Regions from separate parts of the Rattus norvegicus genome. Here region 1 is linked to region 2. Evidence: chromatin contacts called from public Hi-C data. All regions are on one chromosome and are shown on one strand. Each heading gives the region's core, a stretch centred on a gene start, on an enhancer-like site or on the middle of the called end of the contact. The rest is flanking DNA. Distances are from core to core; before and after follow the strand shown. Region 1 holds the start of Bet1 (Bet1 golgi vesicular membrane trafficking protein). Region 2 holds the start of Vps50 (VPS50 subunit of EARP/GARPII complex).

Evidence for each region. Hi-C and Micro-C count contacts between places; a contact is called where the count stands out from the background.
Region 1: a Hi-C map of liver shows a contact between it and region 2, with 6 times the contacts expected there. The contact joins the promoter of Bet1 here to the promoter of Vps50 in region 2. A contact is called at or near these places in 4 of 12 Hi-C or Micro-C datasets (the A7r5 cell line, frontal cortex and liver).

What each region holds. Positions count from the first base shown.
Region 1 is chr4:33,079,205-33,086,685 of GRCr8, forward strand. It overlaps Bet1 (Bet1 golgi vesicular membrane trafficking protein), which reads right to left and starts at 1,958. Exons shown (of 4, transcript NM_019251.2): 1 at 1,859-1,958. The coding sequence starts at 1,877.
Region 2 is chr4:32,434,877-32,442,382 of GRCr8, forward strand. It overlaps Vps50 (VPS50 subunit of EARP/GARPII complex), which reads left to right and starts at 4,273. Exons shown (of 28, transcript NM_001173511.1): 1 at 4,273-4,391. The coding sequence starts at 4,359. It overlaps Hepacam2 (HEPACAM family member 2), which reads right to left and starts at 636. Exons shown (of 10, transcript NM_001106580.2): 1 at 535-636. The coding sequence starts at 613.

The DNA.
Region 1 (7,481 bases), core at 708-3,207, 640 kb after region 2:
ACTGCATTTCAAGCCTGATGATTCTAATTTAATTGAAAAACTAATTTAACATCTTTCTGAGTAATTCTCACATTCAGTCAGAGGTAGAAACCTACTGTCGAGTCCGTGACTTGCATGTATTAAAAACAGTATGCACAAACAAAATTCCAATAGGTCACTGGCCTGACGAAGTGTAAACTCCTTGAATAGACCAAGACCTCTGGAATGCCTCCGGGTCCTAGCTTCACTCAGGGTGACTTCACTACAATCTCTTGTACACATCATTCACGGCTACTCTGAATCATCCCACCTGGGACTTACTTCTCTCAATCGTCACTGTCACCGGCATCCTTCAAGTTCCCCTGGCTTCAGGAGGTACACAGTGAGCCATTTATAATGAAATTGCTACTGCATTCACTATCTGTTGAACTTAACTTGTACTGAATGAAAAGTTACCACCTTGGATCATAATTTTGTCATCTGCTTCAGAAGCAATTTGTCTTCTTCCCCTTGGTAACACTGGAAGCTTTGGGAAGCACATGGTATATCACAATAAATGTCTAATGTTGTTAGTGATGGAAAAATTTAGGCACAGGTGACTAATCTTGTTTGAAAGTAGTTTGTTAGGTTGAGATGGACTACTTTCTTTCAAAGAGTGCAGCTAAATTTACAAATTCCTTCACATGCAACTTGTATATCTATATTATTGACACCTTTCATTGCCCTTATTTTCCAGTGGCTCATTCTATTCCTACAACCAACCTTACTAAAAATACTACTATGTCTTCACACTGTCATAAATATTGTATAACTTCTTATAAAATTAAAAATCCTAACAAGCTGTGAATTGTGAGTTGAAAAAGAGGCTTTATTTATTTTTCTTACCTAATTTCAAGTGTGTGTCCATTTACTGGCTTTAAACACATTACACTTTTTAAAACTGTTTTAATTATTCCAATTTATGACAGAATGGCAACATCCTTTTTAATATTTCATACACTTTTTTCAAGTATTCTGCCCTTTCTTCTTTAAAACATTATTGAGAAAGAACTTCAGAACCAGAAAACAGTAATCTAATTACTTTCTGTAATTACTAGGTTATTCCTTTCCCTGATCCATAAAGGCAAAAACAAGTGTTAAGTCATCAAAACTATCTTCTATTGCCTTAGCAGTAGGGCAAGGTCTAGCTCAGAAACGTTCCAAGTAAATCGCCAGACCTTTCACAACAGGCACTCTAGCAATGCTAGCAATGACACATAACCTTTGTAACTCACTGTTACCATACTAACACATCGTTATTGCTGTGCTAAAAGCTTAATACCCACTCCCCAAATGTCACTTCTTTAAAAAAGAGGAGGAGGAGGAGGAGGAGGAGAAGGAGGAGGAGGAGGAGGAGGAGGAGGAGGAGGAGGAGGAGGAGGAGGAGGAGGAGGAGGAGGAGGAGGAGGAGGTGATGGTAGTAGTAGTAGTAATAGTAGTAGTAGTAGTAGTAGTAGTAATAGTAGTAGTAGTAGTAGTAGTAGTAGTAGTAGTAGTAGTAGTAGTAAGATCCTGAATGAGTAAAGCAAAGGAAACGGCGAGGCTTGGGAAATAGGGCTACTCCCCAAAAACTAGCATATAGAGAAAGAAAAACTTAAGACTATTAACCAACTCACCACTGTGCAACGTATCATATAGGTTTAAACTTTCGTCTAAATTCAACTTAAGGAAACCGCTCGTAACTGGGACAAATGATGTGAACCTTCTCCAAAGAACCCAACAACTCGCTTTGGAACTCCAAAGTCACTGACAGAAGGCCGGTAGTTTTCCTCCCACGCCCCTACTCCCGGTTCAGCAGGTCCTCGGGTCCCCAAACTTCGAACTTCAGCACTGCTCTTACCCAGGCCTGCACGCCTCATCCTGCCACGAGAGGGGAAGGAGGGCAAGGAAGAGTGGGTAGGAAAGGGCCAGGGTCACCCAACCTCGGCTTCAGTCCTAAGGCTCCTCAGAGAAACAACTTTTTGCCTCAGAGCGCCACGACATCAGTAAAGTCTAAACACCGCGCCGGTTTATGTCGTCACCCGGACACATATAGGCGCCCTGCAATGAGATTTTAGTTGCATTCTGGGAAATGTAGTCTTCGGGCTTCTGGGGCACAGGGTAAGAGGGGCGTGGTAGGAACCAAGTCTGAAGCGGGTGGGGTTTCCGGAAGGGCAGAGGCTGCTGCTGTGGCTCTAGTCCTGTGAGTCTGGGTCTTTACCTCTTCCAGAGCTGCCAGTAAGGGACTTTATGATGTTAGTGCCAACTTTAGCCGGGGAGAGTTATTCCTCCCTGGCCTGGATGATGGTGACTCATCTTTCTTGATTTTCCCTTGCACTCCCAAAGTCCGAGGAGAGTAAGTCAGTGCAAACTTGGTTCGAGAGTCTCATCTATACTGTCTGAGCCTCTTAGCATTAAAGGAAGATCAATCCTCTTACTTCCTGATCCTGCCCAGTGGAATAGAAAGGGAAAAAAAAAATCTGTATCTTCGCAGTAGAACATCTGGTAGGGAAGTGGGGAGTCTCTCATTCCTCATTCCTCGTTTAATGCATTTGCTCTATGTCTGGAAAGAACCGTGATGTTTAGCTTTTAAACACTCCCTCCTACTTAGGGACCTTTTAAATAACGCAAATAACTTGCGTATTTCAAACCCCAAAGTCATTGACAGAAGGCCAGTAGTTTCCTCCCACGCCCCTACTCCTGGCTCAGCAGGTTCTAGGGTCCCCAAACTTCGAACCTCAGCTCTTTCTTACCCAGGCCTGCAGACTTCATCCTGCCAGGAGAGGGAAAGATAGACAAAGAGGAGTGGGTAGATAAAATTAAGTGTTCTAGTGATACTTACAAAACCAAGAACATGGGCAGAAAAAAACCCAAATACACACAAATACCTAATACTTGTTTGGGTGGAGCATGGGGTCCAATTATGGGCTTAAAAGTTTGTTAGGATGCGTGGAAGTATAGTGGTTAATATCAAAGGATCATTACAAGGTTACACAAAAATAATGTTTTTTGAAGCCAATAGTTATTTACTGCCCATGTTAATATAGTTGTGTTGCTACTGTATGGCAGTGATGTGGTATTTATAATAGAGCTTTCTGAAACTACTATACTATTATTATTATAAAGTATACATTATAAACACTGATCATATAAGTCAATTCCCAACTTAAACATTGACTATAATTACAGCTTAAGTCTCTGCCTTAAGACAGTGTCTGTAAAATACACATGAAATGATTTACAATGTGATATATTAACTGGGAAAATAAACTTTAATAGCATTAAAAGAGTCTTCATAAAGATAAAGTAAGCCGCCATTCTCCAAAAGCAATGCGATTAAATGATGATGGATCTGGGGAAGATATAATTCAATGAGAGAAACGATAGACTTCCTTTTTCTGTGACTGTCCATCCTTCTTGCCATACCAAACTCTTGATATTCAAAAAATGAGGCACAAAGTAGATTTAATTTACAGAAAAATAATTACTGATCCTGATCACAGTTGGCAGAGAGTGGAATTATTTTTCCATTTTTTTTGTACTTTTAAAATTCTAAGTTAAAAATCTCTAGCTTGCTTTATTGACTTGGTGATGAATTGCATCAGTAATTTCGTCTCTATTCTCAGAGATAATCATGCAGAAAACATGTAATTCTTGGCTGTCATTGGGAGATTGTTAACTAAAGATGACAAGATAAAATTAAATGTTCTGGTGATACTTACAAAACCAAGAACATGGACAGAAAAATCCCCCAATTTTTTGACTAAAATAGAATTTTGTGTTTCTTCTATTTGGTTGACTTTTGTCCACTACAGTGTCTTTTCCTATCTCGGTCCCACATCCAAACCAAGGGATTGATAAAATACAAAGCTCTTAAAACTTGTTAAATAAACATTAAATTTTTCCATGCAAGTAGCAAATTCAATACCTCAAGCATTACATCTGAACATAAAAATATAGACTAAAAATCAAATAGTTTTTGATTTACCAAGAGAGTATGGGACAAAATATAGTTTGTAAGTTCTTTATTTGGACACTAAACAGATTTCCTGGCAATGAACTATGTTTAAGTTTCAAATTCAGTCCAGAAAACACAAAGCCATCCTAGACAATGAAAATCTATATAACATGAGACAGTTGAAACAGTTTGTTTTCCTTATAGAAAATGCAGTTAAAAATGCAGTCCCTCTAATTTAAAATAATGTTTGTGATTAAAACTACTAAAGTTTAACATTTTTCGTCTTTCCAAGATACCTCAACATCATGCTATTTAAATTGCTATTCATACTTCTAATGAGGAAAGTCTAGTTATTAGCATAAATGTAATCTTTATATTATTCAATGGCAATTTCAAATACAAACAAAAAATGGAATATGTGAAATCACTAAAACTTGTGCTTTATGGCATGCAGGTGAGTACATATTCTATTCCTGTCAGAACACTAGGAACCATTCATCAAATGAACATATAACACTTCAAATTTAATTGCATTTGGTGTGGGGGGTGGTTGTGATTACCTGTGTATGGATGTCAAAGAACAACTATTGGGAGTTGGTGCTTTTCTTCTAAGATGTGGGTCCTGAGGAGATCAACTGAGGTCATTTGCAGTGAGTACACTTAGTTGCTGAACCATCTCACTACCCACACTACATCGTAATAGACACATAATCTACTAATGCCCTGCCTTCAGCTTCCTGTGGTTTGGTGGCTCAAAGGAAAAGGGAGCCTGAGTTCCACAGTCTTTGTTTATATTGCTATGTAGTCAGTTTCAATTCAACTAACACGAAATGTGAGAGGAGTAAGGGGGATGTAACAGAGAACATTGGTGATTTACTTCTCTCATCACAAGCTCTGATTCAGGTAGAACAAGTGACTATGGGGACTACACGTGTCCCGACTGGAGTACAAACTAGCGGTATTTATCTTGTTTCTTTTGTATTTTCCCAAACTTTGACAACTCAGAGGGCTCCTGGAATTCAGAGCACATTAATGAAGAACAATAAAAACACTTATTACAAATATATGCTCTGCACATGAACATGTTCTATTATTCCATTAGACTTCATTTGCATAATACAAGGTCAAAGGCAAAATCATTAAGAATTTCAGAACAATGACTGAGTGAGGCACACCAAACAAGTGTGGTGGCTTGAGTAAGAGCACAGGTTAGCTACCTTGGGTGCATACCCATGAACTTGCACTTGTCTTAGGAAAAAAAATTATTATTCAAGGTCATAATTGGAAGAAGAAAAGGAAATATATGTGTGTGTGTGTGTGTGTGTGTGTGTGTGTGTGTAATTTTAAAAAGCAGTGACATTGAGAGGGGAGAAAGTAGTTGTCAGTTCATAGATATGATATCCAAAGGAAAGGAAAGAAAAGGCAGAATTATATGAGGCACACTCTTCACAAACCACCAACCAAGCTGGTTTGTAAGTAGAATAAGTGGCTTCTATAAGTAAGAATACATATATAAATGAAGTTCCTGTGATTTAATCAATCCAGGTAGTAAAACATGGTCTTCAAGATAGGCATGACCTTAGCAGACCCAAGGGATGGATTGGGATGTTGGAGGATAACACTGCTGCTATACACAGCACTGTTGCTAGGGTAACACTACACCAAGATGTTTCTCTCTTCCATTGCTTCAGGCCCGTTACTAAGTCCTGGTTGTGGTTCCGAAATGACTCCTTCTATGCCAGCTGTCCAGTAGAGCCACATAGTGAGGCTAGATTTCAAAATGGCCTCTCTGACACCTTAACATTTTAGTTTTAAAATTTAAAATTTGTTGACATTTCTAAACATCATTTGAGCCACTCATTCGCTCACATTCAAAGTCATTTCAAGAGCATTTGCTGTTAAAGAAATCTGTTAAACGATCATACTGATAGATTCAAAATGCCAAAGGAAACCTAAAGCATACAGCTTGGTTCTTTTCCTACCCATGTACACAGCACAGTGACACACAAGTAATATTATCAGCATGCTTTGTGGCTTTTTAACCAATGGTGCAGATTAGTCTTCTATACTTAAAAGATAAAAAGAAATGTTCAAAAAGGTTCTTCAGAGGTTGTTGAAGTATGCCTACTATTATTAATTTATAAAACTGATATGTAAATGTGGACTTGAGAGAATAATGTCAACAAAATATACATGTTCATTTCAGATTCGATCCCCTCCCCCAAACCCTATCCCGTGCTAACTTTCTCTTCCCCATTCCCTGCTGCTAGTTTTTATGTAGTGGATATCTATCTTTCCAGTTTTACACAAAATAGGATCTCTTAACTCCTAGTTTCATGGCTGTGTCACCTATGTACCCAAGTGATGTCATCTCAGTTTGTCTTAATGTATGGAAGAGAAGTATTCTGTAACTAGAACCCAAAGCCCCAACTTTATTACCTTGTCAATCACACAGTCTATGTCCTGTGTATCAATATACAACTCACTTCATCCTTGGCTTTAGTTGCTTTGGAATTGTCAATAATGTTAAATTTATTTAATAGCTGTTCCAAGAGTCATCAATAGTTGGCATCCACATTCCAAAATGATCATCTGATATTCCTTTAAAACCCTGTGACTTCAGCAACATTTTCATGAAACAGATTCCTACTGAAGTCATCAAGTGGAGGTTTCTGATCGTGTCACGTGATGCAGACTCATGCGTTGTTTTCTGAGGCAAGTCCCACGAGAGGATAGGTGAGAAGAGTATAAACAGGACTCAATGGACAGTAACGGGGCACTCGTACAGCTACCCTTGCAATGATCCTTTGGTCTAGTGTCTTCACTGATTTTCACTTTGTGGAGAGAGGCATGGCAGAGAACCGTTGCGCATAGTTTTAAATTCACTTTTGCCCAGGACCTCAGCCCTCGCTCTGACCCTTTCTGGCTCCCTTTTGTCCCACCTGGCTTAGCTCCGGAATCGGTTGCATCTAGTCCTAACCCAGCTTCCGTTTGACTCTATGGATAAAAAAACACACCCCGACAGCTTTGTTACCTGAACTTCCCTGCTAGCACAATTGTTGGGCGCAAATATCCCCTGCTTGGAAATGCGTGCCCTTATCCATATATTATTCCTGTCTCTCTGCCACCTCCTTGGTCACTGACCCGTAGTGGAGTCTGTAGGCCCTAACTCTTCCCTAGGCTTTATATGATTCCTGCCCTCCCCTTCCTCCAAAGCATGGCAGAAAAAAAAAAAAAAAAAACAAACTCCTTCTCTCCTTCCCTATATCTCCTTTTCCTCGGCACCTGAAAGACCTTTTTATTGACAAGTCAAGAACCAATTGGGGAACTAGACCTTATTATCAGAACCTCCCCTTACAGGAGGAGAGCTTCGCCCTATGTGCTGCTGGTTCTGGTTGTTCCTGCTGACTTATGCCTATTCAGCAGAGTCCTGGCTATTTCTGCAGGATTGTGCCACCACTGCTGACTCTTGTTTGGTATCCTGACACTACTGAACTGGACTGCTGGTATCCTGACAACAGAGATT
Region 2 (7,506 bases), core at 3,023-5,522:
TTTAAACACATTTCTCTCATTTGTCAGCTTAGCTAGAACTTCGCATTTTCCATATTTATATTAAAGAACCAACAGTTTGCACTCTATTTTTAATTCAAACAATACCTTTAATTAAAAGAAAACCACTACCATGAATCGTTTTGAATTTCATTCCGTGTTTTAATTTAATGCACTATTAGAACATTCGCCAATTAAAACATTAACTATTAAAAGATTATTGAGCCCCTCGGTAAGCCCCGGGAGCTTGTCATGCTGCCTTAACTTTCTTAGTGAGTCCTATGGACAAAAGCTGTTGCTCTGAGGAAACAAAAGCAATCATTTCTTGAAGCTCATTTCTCCTACATGTTCCTGTTTCTTTGCTGGAACAGCATGTTATTGTTAAAAGGTTTTGACCTGTCCCTTCAATTATCTGGGAAAATCTACAGCCTTAAACAAATATTTACCTTATGCCTACAAAAAAAATCCACAAAAAGTCAGCAAAACCCCACAACCCAAACCCCAAACACCCAGAAGCCAGCTCACGCAGGACCTTACCTATAAGAAGAAGGTGTATTTTGCAGAGAGAGACCCCAGCCATGCTGCTGAAGAGCTCCATGAAAGCATCCTGCCCCATGCATCCGGCGCCCTGTTCTCAGTGGCAAGTTGGTTCATGGACCAGCAGCTGCTGGTTTATTTGCTAGGGAAATTAGCAGTGAGGTAACAGACCCTAGCCTGCCTCTTGCTTCTGTGATTTGAATACAGAATGAATGTGTATACAAAGGACACAGGCAGTAGGAACACCTGTTATGTGCTTTGCAAGCACACAGGGCTGTGGCTTTCAAAGAGTTTCTTGTTGATTCTCAGTAATTTTTCAGTGTAGTTTTATGAATTATACTGTTATTCATAATCGAAAGGAGGAAGGTGCTCTCTTTAGGTGATCTCATGATAAACAAAACCCAGATCTGCTTTCCTAGCAAGAAAAATTATGCCATTATTTTGAAATTTGAAAAAAAAATAACCTCTATGAAAATTGAAGAACTTGATGAATTTGCTAAGTAGCCATTCTTCTCCAAGAAGTTACTAATTATCATGTAAAGACTGTACCAAAGAACCAAAATGTATCATTATTATTTTTGTGTTATAATTTCTATTACAAATGGCTGTGATAGTTTGATGGAATCTATGTATTCATCTCACTTAAAAAAAACCAAACAAACCAGCAAACCACAGATACGTTGGCAAGTGGAGCTGAGGTGTGCATTTTACATAGTTGTAATGTATAGCTTACACTAACAGATAATACCTGAGGCCATATTGTCTCAGCTGAGGCCTAGAGGAAGTGAATCAATAACCCATAAAAGTCTTGCCTGTGTGTTCTGGTTAAATCTTCTAGCTCCTTTCATGACCGTGGAAGCAGGTGGTCTGAGAACTTTGCTTAAGTTGGTAAGTTCCAAGTGGACTATTGGTAGGAAGGCTCTGGACCAAGCTTTCTCCATGAAATGGAACATATACAGAAAAATTTGACTCGAAGACAGTAGAGTTCTCAACAGGAGCAATTATTTTTAACAGGGAAGTCCCACTGAAGAAATTCAGTGATTGGGGCTTGGGAGTCGGGAAGGCATAGTTTTTCATTTTAACTGATTAAATGAAGACTGTTATTCAAATATTATTAAAAATAAAAAAGGAACAATTGTTATTCTGGAAACCAACTTTGGACATACTCTTTACAGCAATGTTCCCAACTTGTCGAGGACGCGTCTAAAGGCCGCATGTCTAAATACTACTGTTGGGAAACCCCACAGGTCAGTTGCTTTACAATGTTCCATACCTTAGATATTCCTTAATCAATGCACACAAATTTTCATATCGGACTGAACAACATCCGATTGGGAAAAAAACACAGGGCTTAAACAGGTATCACCAAGCTCCCTCACCCCATTTAGATCAATCTTAATACAAGCTGCTCCTATTAAATAAGATCATCCTTCATATCGTTCTTAAACCAAAAAATGGCTCATTAGGAGGGTTTCAGGATCCTTGACAAGATGTGAGAGGCAAAGACAATACAGAGGGGTGTCTCCAGTGTCAAATATACAGCATTTAAAAGACTTATAAATATTCCAGTATTTTCCTCATTTTATATTAAAATGTGCATTTTCATGACAGAAAGAAATAGTAAGTGTTTTAATAAGGACTTAAGTACAAGAGCGGTCCATTCTTGTGTCATTATATACATTAAAAATTTTGCATTACATGTGCGGTTTGTACAAGAACTGTACACCTTGACCACGCGCCCTCTAGTGGTATGTAGGCAAATAAATGTTTGACAGAGTGTGAATTCGGGAGTTTTACATTGTAATCATACAGGCAAATTTAACCTCAAGAGCTCCCAAACTGTCAGAATTCCTAAAAATAGTTCCAAAGGGTTTTCTCAGAAAAGGAAAAATTCTCCGCGACATATGGCATCACTCAGAGGCAGTGGCAGATAGAGCTCTGAGTTTGAAGGCAGTCTGGGGTATATGATGAGATCCTCTCTGGGACTTGGAGGTGGGGTTGCATTGTCTTAATACAGTATCTCATAGCACAGTTGATAATCTACCATCTGTTTCTGTAAGAAAACAAAACCTTCCATATCCTCATTGTTTACTCACTTTAGTTATATTTGCCTTAAAAATGAATGCACTAAAGCCGTTTCTGTCCATGATGATTACATTAATAGGAGTATAAGTAGTCACTGGAAGTGTGTGTGTGTGTGTGTGTGTGTGTGTGTGTGTGTGTGTGTGTGTGTGTGTGTGTGTTGGGGGGCATGCAGATTAAGGCAGGGCTGCTTTCTGACCTCGCCAATCACACATGACTTCCTGTTCATTTAAATTATTAGGCTGGTTTTGTTTTGCCCAGTGAACATCTACTACAAGCCTTTCAAGCAGCCGTAATCTTTAATATGGATCCCTTACTAGAATTATTTACACTTGGAGAACAATGGAGGAGAGTTGGTGAAATCCTCAAGATCACATGGATGGTTGTACTGAAGATGAACTGGGGAAGGAAAGCATTTATTATTATAACTAACTCTGTAATTCTGAAGAGAACTACATCTGCAGGATGTAGCCACTAGAGGAGGCAACTGCATATGTGATTTCTGTGTTAGTGTCTAAGCCTCTGCACAGTGTCGTGATTTAGGGATCACTCCTCAGCATAGTACTGGGAACCTTTAAGCATTTGAGTAATCAGGTTACACCTCCGTAACAATCTTAGGTAGGTATCTTAACTTCTCCACACCCGTTTCACTAATTTTTTAAACATGATGGTAACTCCAGAAGATGTTCATGTATACTGGCTTGTGGGGGTGTGTTTCTTGTGTTTTTCCTTCTTTCCTTTTTAGTGTTTTCGTTTGTTTGTCTGCACGTTTTGTTTTCTAGAGTGAGAAAGTAAGTGTGAGGAAGTGAGAAGGTGGGGGCATGATCAGAAAATATTGTATAAAAAAAATCCCGTAATACACACATAAAAAAAAACCAAGGAAAAGATGCTCATGCAAATACATGCATGAGGTCATGTACATGAAGCCATTAACGAAGTTCCTCCTAATTCGTTATTTTCATTGTTACCTATTATTATTAGCTCTGGCTTTGCTGTCTCTTATACCAAAGTTCCCCTGTTACTTTCTCCTTTATACCACTAATGACAAGACCAGGACTTTAAAGTGACACGTGCTCTCATAATTACTGACATTTGCCACAACTTGCCTTTGCTAAAGCAGGTAGAAAAATGATAGATGGGGGTAGACGAATTCCTTTGAATTTGCTAGAACGTTTACAGGGAATGTCAAGAATGAAAAAGAACCTATGGCTGGCCATCAGTATCTTAGGGGTACTGTTTCCCACTTTCTTCAGGGCACACCTAGAGCCCTTGGGGAAATTCCACGTCTTAGATCTCCTGTCCAAAGTGCTCTTTATGGAGGTCAGTCTCTCAGTCTCATTCCTCGCCCTGCTATTCCAGATGTACTTTCTCTCACACTCCTAGAGGGCGTCTTGACAAAGTCTTGTCAGAGTTTGTTTAGTTCAGTGGCCAGACTATCTAGGTCTTAAGTAATCGTCACGCCCAATCCTCTTCCGTGTCCAGGTACTGACGCTGGACTAAAAAGATTCGAAGTTCATTGACGCGTTGCTTCTTGGTAAATGTAGTACTGAGGCTGGCTTCCTTCTTTGATTGCAGCCGGAAGACTACATTTCCCATCATGCTCAGGGAAAGGAAGGCTGACCCAGGCGCGCAGCTCCACGTGACTACTTCACTATGGCTTCCCTGTGTTGTAGCTGGCTGTTGGGTGGTCTTAAGTGATTTGTTACTTCCCAGCGGCAGGGTAATCGTCTCTCGAGTTCGACATGCAAAAAATCAAATCTCTTATGACCCGGCAGGTGAGTTCTGTTGTCCGAAGCAAAGAGCTTCCCGCTCCCGGCTGGGAGAGGAGCCGAGACGCCCAGTTCCCGTGTGGCGGTGGGCGGAGACTTAAGTTATAGTGGGTGGCCGGTCTCAAGGGTGTTGGGCAGCTAAGTAGTATCCTGGAGAACTTACCTGAGCTTCCTAGATGCGACCTCGACTCTTTGTGGGAAGTGTCTTCCTACACACATTCATTTAGACAAAGCCAATCAGGGAATTGGGCTGTCTTTGTCTCTCCTCATTTGCTTTAGCTTCCTTTCCAGGACAGCCTCAGCTGCTTTGCAGCATCCCCTCGTCCTCACTGGTGGTGTTTTGCCAGTAGGTGCCCTGGAAAGTGAGGTGGGGTCTATGCAATACAGAAGACTCGAAAAGAGGGAGGGTGAAGGGACAGGGCTATTTGTAGGCAGCATGGTAGTGTTGTGCTTTGGAAGCAGCTCCCCAAACCTTGTACCTGTTTTCTGGATGTAAAAATGGGAATGACAGTTCCTTTTCTATCCCCCAACCCATCTCAAAGCACGCGTTGTATATGAACATTCTTTGTGTATTGCTACTTAAAAACATAATAAATGTCCTGGCAAAACAATGATCTTTTTATGTTTTTGCCACAATGATAATTCACGAATAAGACTACTTCATCTTGTCTCATGTATGTTAGGGTTGAAGTCGAAGAGATTTATTTTTTAGGTATTTATTGAACATTTTATTTTCGAAACCTTTCCTTTGACTGTAGCAGTTTTAGCTACTGTATCGTTGTTTTAATAAGAAAGAAGCATAGTTTAGATGAGTTTTTAAATAAGGGTGGCTTAGAAATGTTGGTAGAGTCCTTTCTTTAAATCTTTACTTATAATTCTTGTAATAAGTCAAAAGACTTCTTGTCCTGCTTAAGGTTTCAGAATTTTAGTGATAGTGGGACAGTTACATATAGTTTCTAATAGACAGTACCTACATGATCCTTGCAGAATGCTTTTTCTTTTCTTGATTGGGGTTGAGAAACTAGGAAAGACGTTCTGTGAATAATAAAACGAACAAGTAGGCAAGTAGAGACATTTAGCAATCTTTCACATTGTTGCACGCTGGGGCTGTGTTTCCTGCTGCTTCTTACTTGAGAATTGGTTTGGAGGCTTTTCATCCTGAGGTAGGAGGAGAGAAAGCAGAAGACAGTCACGAGCTGACTTGCAGCCACTCAAGTGCTAGATGACTACATTCTGGTTTTGCTTTCTGTCTGCTTGGTCTCCTGTTAAGCAACATAGTCCATTGTCTATCATACCACTTGTAAATGCCTTGGACTGCTGCATTTGGACTTTTTCTTTCTGAGGTTGGTACTCTCTTCCATTCGGTGCCTAGTATCATAGGTGTATACTTTATGAAAATGAGTGGAAGAGAAGAACCAAACAGTTCCAGAAAACTGATGATAATATATTCATGTTTATAAATGTAATGCTGACTGCAGAAAGTGCAAATTCTTAAGCCTCACACAGTTTATTGAATTATAGTAGGTTATATCTGTGTTTAGTTGGAGAGGAAAAAAACATCTTTAGGACATATACAAGAAACTACTGTATAATTGGTGACGCAAAGTTAGGTTTATGCAAATGTGTGGTTCTAATTATATGTTTAAGGCTCAATTATACATATTTTATTGTTATGCTGTTGATGCATATTAAAGAGATGAGATTCTGGTTTTTGAAATTTTAATTTTATTTATGTTCTCTATCTTGCTTAGTCACCATTTTGATCTTTTTTTTTGCAAAAGGTTCACAGGGATGGATGCCTTTTGTTAACTGGCCTTATGTAGATGAGAGGTATGACTCATCATTTCTCTCTATGCTGGCCTCTGTTCTTTCAGTTCTGCCAAATTGAATTGAGCATTATGGGCCAGGCACTATTCCAGATTGGAATGGGAGAGGCAGCAATGAATAGAATAGACAATGCTAAGGAAGACATGGTGACGAAAATGTTTGAGGAAAAGGAACTAAGAAGGCCTGGGAGGTTTGACAATTTAAGATCAATTATATTTATAGATATCGGCTGGTCATAGAAAGCTTTAGTGCAAAGATAATACAAAGGCTGGAGAGAATTGAGGAGGTGAGCTGGATGAGTGGATACCAGCAGAAGAAGAACAAATTCAGGAAATGTTATAGTTGAGTGTAGGCAGAGTAAAGGGAATAAAGGAAACGGCCTTAGAAGATGAGGTCAGGGTGAAGACATTGATCTAAAGGCAGGAACCAGGTAACACCAAACATTACAAGTCATAGCATACCATGACTTTTGTTCTGAGTGAAATGGCATACAGCCATTTTGGCCTCCGTTTTAATAATATACTTAAGAAGGAAGAAGAACAAGAATAGAGAGACTGCAGAGGCTACTGCAGTGATCCAGGTGGTATAGAGGACAGGCCTTATCCAGGGTGCTAGTGGTGGACATGCACTGAAGCTCCTGGATTGTGGACCTGTTGTAAACGTAGAGCTAGGAAAATTTCCTCATGTGTTGTGTAAAGGGGTCAAGGGTGGCCCAAGTTGGTTCAGCCCCTGTCACTTTCGGATATGAAGGACACTGGAGAGGCAGTGATTTGAGGGAAGAGGTTTTTAAACTTGTTTATATGAAGGCTGCTTAGATATTAAATAGACACTTTGACAAGTGGGTCTGAGTTTATGGGTAGGAATCTCAGGCATAGATAAACCTTCAGGAATTAAAAGTCTATAGCTGCCAAACACAGACAGACTGGCAGACAGCATTGGCTGAAGTTAAGTGGACTGACTGTAGATAATATGAAAAGTCCAAACTGCTCTTTTCATTTAATATTAAGAGATGGATTCTGCAGTGCAGAGCATGAAGGAGCTGTCAGTGATGTGTGAGGTTTGTAGCAGCCTGATGCTTAATACATACTTAATGAATTTGGATAAAAAGAAAAACATAAAAAAGCAAGGATTTAAAAGATGCTTTAGATCCACCAGGTCAGACTTGAGTGAGAGTCAGCTTTGGGACGGAACAGCTTGGGGGACCTAAGAATAGCCTGCCCTCCTTCCTTCCCTCCCTTTCTCCTTTTCTATGTCTTTCCCTCCATCTTTTCCTCTCTCTTTTTTTTCCTTTGAC